2 separate regions of the Sus scrofa genome follow, and region 1 is linked to region 2. A link is a contact called in public Hi-C data. All regions are on one chromosome and are shown on one strand. Each heading gives the region's core, a stretch centred on a gene start, on an enhancer-like site or on the middle of the called end of the contact. The rest is flanking DNA. Distances are from core to core; before and after follow the strand shown. Region 1 has its middle 440 kb from the start of CBLB. Region 2 has its middle 260 kb from the start of CCDC54.

Region 1 (4,714 bases), core at 1,422-3,921, 620 kb before region 2:
ACCATGTTTGTATAAATCCCAAGCAGTGTTCTGTGCAGTTTTGTGTATTTTTAAAATAAAACTATATGGGATAACATCATGCATATTCTGCATCTTGCTTTCTTTTTTCAACATGGCTTCACATTACTTCAATTTCTTTTCATTTAACATTGCAAAATGTATTTTTGTTGATATAATTTATTTGAAACAGTATTTATTCCATCTTCCCATCTTTCTGATTATTTTCAATATCTTACTTTCAACTTGTTATGAGCCATGGCTTCTTCCCAGTTGGTTATTATTAGTAGTAATGGAAGTAATAATAATAGTAATATCTGTTAATGACTTCTTAACTGTACAAATGACTTTAATTTATTCTTGTTCATTTCTTCTCAAATCCTACTCTTTGTTTTGGGGTTAGTTTCCATGTTAGTAAAGTACATTCTGAAGGTAATAAACTCTCAGTCTTTGAAAGTGTTATTCAGTCTCTCTCTTGAGTCCATAGCAATGAGTAGAGTTCTAAATTGATAATCACTTTACCTCAGCAACAGGATATTATTTCATTTCACTGTTCTCTGGAAAAATGTTTACTTTTAGCCTAATTATTATTTTTTAAGTATCTTAGGAATTTTTTTGAGATATTTTTAATATTTCTATATTACTGATGTTCTACATTTCTTAAACTCAAGAAAATGTGGTCCTTTTTTTGTACTGAATATTGCCTCTCTCATTTTCTCTTATGGAACTGTATTAAATACTGAGTCTGTCCTCTATGATTCAGAATTGCTTTTGGTGTGACCCATAACTTTATCTCTTTGGGTTACATTTTCTATGATTTTTTTCTTTTTTTCTTTTCTTTCTTTCTTTCTTTTTAGGGCCACACCCTTGGCATATGGAAGTACCAGGTTAGGGGTCAGATCAGAGCTAGAGCTGCCAGCCTACACCACAGCTACAGCAATGCCAGATCGGAGCTGTGTCTGCGACCTACACTACAGCTTATGGCAATGCTGGCTCCTTAAAGCACTGAGCGAGGTCAGGGATCAAACTTGCAACCTCATGGATTCTAGTTGGGTTCATTAACCACTGGGCCATGAAAGGAACTATTCTATGATTTTTTTCAAGGTCATCTTCTCCTGGTATATTTTCTCAGTGGAACTTGTCATCTTATAATCTTTAAAATGTACTTATTTACTTTGTTATTGCTTCTAAATTGAGGGGTTATTTCTTTTCTTTTTTTTTTTATTTTTAGGGCCACACCCATGACATATGGAGGTTCCCAAGCTAGGGGTCCAATTAGAGATACAGATTCTGTCCTACACCACAGCCACAGCAACTCGAGATCTGATCCGTGTCTGTGATCTACACCACAGCTCATGGCAACGCCAGATCCTGAACCCACTGAGCAAGGCCAGGGATAAACCCACAACGAAACCTAGTTTAATTCATTTCCACTGTGCCATGACGGGAACTCCTATTTTATTTCTTATTGTTGAATTTCTTCCTACCCTAAACTTTCCTGCTCATCTATGGCAGTTTAGTACTTTCATTGTGATTTCTATTCTTTGAAAAAAAGTTTTAATCATTTACCAATTGAGTATTCATATTTTATTTTAGATTGTAATGTTGCTTCCATTTCTTGGTGTTAGTCCTCTCCTTGCTATGTCACCAATTCTTCCTTAAGGTGATAGTTTCCTCATCTGATATACAATTATTTAACATGAGTTCATTTTTATTAGGATTCTTCGGAGAATCTAAAGTTCTTGCTCTGACATGGGAGGTTCTCTGTAGAGTGGTTTATTTCTTTTGTGTCTAAGGAGCTTCAGTTGTATAGTAGCCAGAACTCTAGATGGGCCCCATGACCCATATCTCCCGATGTTACCTTATGATTATGTTATATTACAGGGCTGTAATGGTTAACTTATACGCCAATTTGGCTTAGTTATAGTCTCTAGTTAGTCAATCAAAGAGTAATCTAGGAGTTTCTCTGAAGGTATTTGTAGATTTGATTAAAGTCATAATGAGCTGACTTTAAGTAAGTAAGATTAGCCCAGCTAGTCTGAGTGCGCCTGATTTAATCAGTTGAAAGGTCTTAAGAGCAGAACTGAGACTTCTCAGAAGAAATCCTGTATGTGGACTACCATTCCAGCCTGCTCTCCCTGCCAAGCTGTCCTACAGATTTCAGACTTTCCGAGCCAATCCTCACACTCACCTATGCCAATTCTTGCAATAAATCCCTTGAGGCAGGTCTCCTTTTCTGTTTCTCTGATTGAACACTGGCAGAAACACTGGCAAAGAAATTTTTCAGATATAATTAAAGGCAGAAAAGGAGCAAGTACCTCCAATCTATACCTACAAAGAACTTATTCTTCCAACAACCTGAATGAACTGGGAAGCAAATTCTTTCCTGGGATGTCCAGATAACAGCTCAGCCCAGCTGACACCTTGATTTTGTCCTTGCATGACCCCAAGCAGAGCAACCAGCTGAGTCGGCTCGGTCTTTGGCCTAGAGCACTGTGAGTTTAAAAGCAGACATTGTTTTAAACCTCTAGGTTTGTGGTAATTTGCTATACAGCAATAAAGAACCAATGGAAATGATTCATTCTGACTTCTGAGGTTAGCATTCCATACCATGGATAGTGTGATGTGAACTTCATCTACTTAGGAATGACCCAGGCTAGAGTTTAAATTCCTGATATGTGACTATTTCTACCCATAACCTCTGACAGGCTGCATTCTTCCTTGTAGTTTATTTAGTCAGTGGGTGAAACATGACTAGTCCTGTTTTTACGAAACAGGCAGCTCTTGGCTTTATGAAGAATCGCAGATTCAGGTCTACATATCTCTTTCAGAATTTTTACATTTCATCCTTAAAAATCTCTTTCATGTAATACTTTTAAAGGCTAGTCTGAGGCTTCTTTAGATAGGAACTGGATCTGGAAAGAATAGAAAAGGCAGAAGTGATCTTTCTTACAGGAAAAAAAAAAAAAGAATTAAGTTTCTATCTCAAAACTTCTAATCCTAAACATGTAAACTTAATTATAAGAAAAACCAGGATCAGGTGGTAGAATATAATATAGTTTCACTGTCACTTAACTGAGTTCCTTGGAGATAAATATTTCAGAATATAGCACTTTTCCAATTTCACAAACGTAACGAAGGGCATTTACTATACATTACATTATGCCCCTTCTAAACCTGGGTCAGTGTTCTATAATCAAAGACAATGGAATTCAGTGTATCAATATTCCTATCAAGTGGATAAAGAACATGAATAGCTTCATGTAAGCTCAGGTGAAATTTCACTGCTATTTGATTCAAGTTAGGGAAGAATTTACCATGAAACACTTAAACTCTAAGACTTGGGAGCGCTTGAATTTTGGAATTTTAATAAGGAAGATGTAAATATTAAGTGAAGAGTTTTAAGGAATTAAAAAAATATGAGATCCTAAGAAGTGGGATAAAAAGTAATATTCTTCCATAAATAACAACAAAAATCTTGATAACAGGGCTTTCCAGATAATCATATAATTTTTTTAAAAGCATCCGGCTAGTCATACTCCTTTTATCCAGGCTTAGCACATGGTGTTTTAAACTTGCCCTTTTAAATTATGAATTCCACTTAGACATGGATATAGCCTATCACTATTAGCACTAAATAAACATTGAGATGTCAAAAAGTTATCAAACCATCAGGTTATTTTGCTATGTGCTATCTCACAGATCCTTTGAATTCTCTTTTCCTTGGGGATAACAGCCAGTGTTTGCTTATAATTGGACACTGTCATTCTAAAGGGAGCCCTACAACCTCAGATACCAGCATAGTTGAGAGGACTCTGATTTATGGCTTAAGTGAAAAAAAAAAAAAAGCCATTTACTTCTTTTGCTGTTCTTCAAAGGAAATTAGACCAGAGAAGAAGATGCATATAATTCTGGAATAATGCTGAATGGGGAGTGTGTGTGTGTGTGTGTGCTCATGCACATACGCATGCCTGTGTAGCATTTTAAAGCAGGTGTAAATAAATAACCTTTCCAATTATTTTAATTCTTTCAAAGAAGTCAACATTAGGAAAATAAGAAAAGAACAGGAGAGAGCCTTGTAAAAGAGCACAGTTGTCCTCAATCTCTGCTTTCCTGTCACCTTTAATTCCAGAATACACTGTCATGTCTTAAATGATCCTCCACTCAAACTCCTATGTTGCGTATTTGCAATGACAAATAGCTTAAATCTACGACATCTTGATCTTCTACTAACAATGTTTGTCGCAATTCAAATAAATATTTACTTCTTGAGCTTCATGGTTTTCTTGACAATCTTTGGCCTTTGTTCTGACTTTGTTTTCTATTCTCCTGGGTCTGTTTTCCTTATTCTACACTAACTAGGAGATCAAGGACAGGTTCCTCTTTCAACCAATAAAATAGAAAACATTCCTAATGAAACAGCTTTTGAAATCACCTCTCCTCTAATTGTCCTCAAATAGTTTCTCCTATTACCTGCATTTTCAGTTAAGAAATCAGTTAAGAAAAGGTTAGCCATCATCCTCATAGGTGAGGAATGGAGGAAAGTTCTGATGGGAACAGCGGGCTGCAGTAACAGTTAATTATGCTCTGGTGCATGTCTTTCATTAAGGTTCTATTTCCTTCACCAGAGCCCTCAATAAAACATTTCTCAAAGGGCCCCTTAGGAGTCTGTGCAGGGAAGAGCAGTCTATCAGGCAGCTCCAGGCAGGATGTAGTG
Region 2 (4,514 bases), core at 517-3,016:
ATTACTTCTGTGTTGCTCTGTTATACGTGTAACATAGTGTTAAGACTCTTGACAAAATTATTTAAACTGGGGTTTATGGGGAGATCATTTAGCTCCTAATTAAATTTATCATCATGGGACCTAATTAAACTTAAAAGTTTCTGCACAGCAAAGGAAACCCTAAACAAAATGAAAAGACAATCTACAGAATGGGAGAAGATCTTTGAAAATGAATCGATGGACAAGGGATTCATCTCCAAAATTTATAAACACCTTCTGCAGCTCAACACCAAAAACACAAACAAGCCTATCAAAAAATGGGCAGACGATCTAAAAAGACAATTCTCCAAAGAAGACATACAGATGGCCAAGAAACACATGAAAAGATGTTCAACATCACTCATTATTAGAGAAATACACATCAAAACCACTCTGAGGTACCACCTTACACCAGCCAGAATGGCCATCATCCAAAAGCCTACAAACAATAGCTGCTGGAGAGGGTGTGGAGAAAAAGGAACCCTAGTACACTGTTGGTGGGATTGTAAATTGGTGCAACTCCTGTGGAAAACAGTGTGGAGACGCCTCAGAAAACTAAGCATAGAACTCCCATTTGATCCAGCAATCCCACTCCTGGGCATCTATCCAGAGAAAACCACGACTCGCAAAGACACATGTACTCTGATGTTCATTGCAGCACTATTTACAATAGCCAAGACATGGAAACAACCTAAATGTCCATCAGCAGAGAAATGGATCAAGAAGAGGTGGTACATATACACAATGGAATATTACTCATCCATTAAAAGGAACGAAATACCAGCATTTTTAGCAACATGGATGGACCTAGAAACTATCATGCTAAGTGAAGCCAGTCAGACAATGAGACACCAACATAAATGCTTTCACTGACATGTGGAATACGAAAAAAGGACAGACTGAACTTCTTTGCAGAACAAATACTGACTCACAGACTTTGAAAAACGTATGGTTTCCAAAGAAGACTGTTGGGGGATGGGGGAATGCGCTGGGGTTGTGGGATGGAAATCCTATAAAACTGAATTGTGATGATCATTGTACAACTATAAATGTAATAAATTAATTAATAAAAAAATCTGTGAAACTAGGAAAATGTTTACTTGTAGCAACTCAGAAAAGATGGATAAATCACTAAATAATACGAAAAAGTGAAGTTAACAAAAAAGTCTTTAGCGATAGTACACTTTAGAGATATTATTACATCTGTGTTGCTCTGTTATACATGTAACATAGTGTTAAGACTATTGACAAAATTATTTAAACTGGGGTTTCTATGGAGATCATTTAGTTCCACCTTATTCTTTAATATATAATGAAAGAGAAATCCAAAGATTAAGGTGGTTTTCCCTCCAGTAGCAAAGCAGGAGCCAGAATATTTTTGACTACCAATCCAGTGCTATGTATATATCTACACAGAAGTTTTAAATATGAAAAGAATGTGATTATAGTAAATAGATGATTTTATGAACTAAATTGTGCCCCCTCCCCCAATTCATATTGAAGCCATAAGTCCTGGTGTAATAGTATTTGGAGGTGGGGCCCTCAGAGGTAATTAGGTTTAGATGATGTCATGAAGGTGGGGCCCTCATGATAGGATTTCTATCCTTACAAGAAAAGGAAGAGAGAGAACTGAGCACTCACTCTCTCCACCACAAGAGCACAATGAGTACGTGGTGCCAAGAACCAAATCTGCTGGCACCTTGATACTGGCCTTCTCAGCAGCCAGAACTCTGAGAAATGTCTGTGGTTTAAATCCACCCAGTCTATGGTATTTTGTTACGGCAGCCCAAGATAACAAAGACAGATGAGTTCTGCCTTGTACACGTCTCCATTTCTAAAATAAATATGACCCATAATCATGGAATTCTGACTATGCACCACTAAATCAACTAAATCACTTAATCCACCAAGATTGGCACATGACTAAGAGAAAAGGAAAAGTCAGCCCTTTAAAAGTAAGCACTTAAAAAGTGAAGATGGCATCAGACAACATTCTTTGGTGAAGGGTAATGAACGGAAAAATAAAAGACTATAGAAACAGACTGAGATCAAGAACTGAGGTCTGGAAAGAGTGACAAGGATTACAGGTTCATACTTCATATACAGATGGCCCAGGGATTGTGTTTGCTTTGTCCTCATCATGTTTTATTTGTGTTGCTAAGAAGACATCCTGCTTGAAATGACAGGAAGCCAGTATGTCATCCAGGAACTAATGCTAAAGAGAAAGGTACATATGGAATGAACACGCTCCTGCAAACTGAAAGAAAAACAGAAGGCTTCTCTGTCTTTACAGAGTGAATGATGGATTGGTAGTGAGTGCTTGCCTATGGCTACAGCTCTCAAAGATATCTTTCATTATTCTTTTGAAAGTGGTGCATCAAAATAATTCCCCGACTCAAAAACAAAGAATTCACTGAAACTGGTTATAGTTCTCTTGAAAAAGAAACCACTGTTCCAAAGTACCTGAGTTGAAATCCATTGCTTGCTGGTTATGTGACCTTAAGTCAAGCACTTACCCTACTTAACCTCAGTTTGACCTTTAATCTAGAGATAATACATGTTCCCAGCCTCTTACCTGATATCCTTGGGACTAGACTTCAGAATTTTTTCATTATGGAATGTAGTACATATACCAAATTTATGTAATACCCATAATGTCCAGGACAGCAATTATTAAACAAACATATTGATATTCCTACAGAAAAATGAAATATGAATAATCTACTCGATGAGAAAAATAAAATTTATTAATATTTTTATGGAAAGTTAGGTGCTGTCACCAAAATTACAGAAGAACTTTCCAATTTAGAGCTTTCTGGCAGTTCCCACTGTGGTGCGGGGGGTTAAGAATACAACTGAGGCTGCTGGGGTTGCTGCAGAGACATAGAGTTGATCCTCAGCCCAGTGCAGTGGATCTGGCATCGCTGCAACTGCAGCATAGATCACAGCTACAGTTTGGATTCAATCCCAAATCCTGGCTGGGGAACTTCCGTATGCAACAGATGCAACCATTAAAAAATAATAATAATAAAAAAAGTTAGAGCTTCCTAGATTTTGGAATTTTGTATATGGAATGGGTGACCCATAAATATATTCATTCTAGAGTGATTATGAGGTATAAATGACTTACGGAGGATAGAAACTCATAAAATTATGTGGAATAGCTTATAAATGAGGACCCAAAGAATATCAAGGAACCCAAATACAAGGGAACTCTTTCCTGAGCATAAACTCCCTCTCCTAAGATAACCAGCATCCACTTGCCAAGTGATCTGAGAAGGAACACAGACTCCCCTGTTTCTTTCTTCTCCTCAGTAATCCCTTCTTCAGACTCGTACCTCCAAGCCCTACGGGAGGGCTTTTCTGCAGCTTAGGGAAGGGAGGTACGCAATAAACAGTGTTTTCCTTCTTTAACACTCCGTCCACCCTCTACCTCTCTCCTCCCTCTGCAGGCCCCTGATGAAAAGGAAAGAGCTTTGGGTTCTGCTTTAGTTTTTAAAACACGATGCCTCCACTGACCTTTAATCATTACATCAGCCAATGAGAGGCAAGTCTTAACCTACTCTTTGCAGTTAGTATCAGGACCTAGGTTCCAAATTTTCTGGAAGATGTTATCATCCCATGAGCTTCTCTGCCTCATGCCAGATCCCTCCCAGGGTCCAGAAAGGCCTATCTTTTCTCAATTCAAAGCTCATGTCCACCTTTCCAAGTAACCCACTCTAGTCTGAGGAATGCCCCCAATCCTGCTGAGTGACTCATTCAAAAGCATCCCACACACATCCCCTCCTCAATCCCCCCAGGAATCCACCTTTCCTAAGTTCAATTACTACAGGTTTTACAATAGAAAATTGCTTTACAGTTTCAGCAGCAATAGCAACCTTTCAGCCACCCCTGTGAGCAGAGATCTGCTCTTTTATGGTTCCTATGCAGCTTAACAAAAGTCATAGATACAGACAGACATTAAATCTATCATTTATATACCCAAAGTCATGCACAGAGATGTAGCGTGATTGAATCTAAATTCTAATGTTGAAAAGCTCTAGTGACACCTACTGAGATAAGGGTTTGGGAGAGGCAACGATTTCCACGGAAAAGCAACCACTCACACAAATATGACTTAGACATTACATTTCTTAAACTTCTTCTTTAAAAGAATATAGTCAGTCAGGACAAGAGTCATCATTTTAAATATTCCAGTTACTAATAACAGGCCTGTTACAGTTGCTATCACTTTTGTTTAAATTCAGAGTTTAAACAATCATGTGCATGCACAGGTATGTTTGTGTTCCTGTGGATTTGCTCATGTGCATGTAAACTTGATGCCTACAGTGTACTTAAAAGCATTAAAACATAGTCTATTCCTACATTGTGGGAAAGAGTACATTTCTAAGGTAGCAGAATTATCCAAGTATCTCCTACAAGAAAGATTACTTTTTAATATTATTAATATTATTTTCAGCAATTTGACCATATTCTTATTATTTCATAGGCCATAA

What was found. A called contact is a pair of places that touch in the nucleus more often than the background predicts.
Region 1: a contact with region 2 is called in a Hi-C map of embryonic fibroblasts, with 2.4 times the contacts expected there. The contact joins two enhancer-like sites. A contact is called at or near these places in 2 of 47 Hi-C or Micro-C datasets (embryonic fibroblasts and fetal skeletal muscle).

What each region holds. Positions count from the first base shown.
Region 1 is chr13:153,042,453-153,047,166 of Sscrofa11.1, reverse strand. No RefSeq gene overlaps it. Among named protein-coding and RNA genes, the nearest start is that of CBLB, 440 kb to the left of the region's middle. Within about 2 kb of position 2,671, at least 12 of the 83 cell types and tissues checked have an H3K27ac peak or open chromatin away from gene starts, as enhancers often do. A contact at or near this core is called in embryonic fibroblasts, where this site is marked.
Region 2 is chr13:152,417,368-152,421,881 of Sscrofa11.1, reverse strand. No RefSeq gene overlaps it. Among named protein-coding and RNA genes, the nearest start is that of CCDC54, 260 kb to the right of the region's middle. Within about 2 kb of position 1,766, at least 5 of the 83 cell types and tissues checked have an H3K27ac peak or open chromatin away from gene starts, as enhancers often do. A contact at or near this core is called in embryonic fibroblasts, where this site is marked.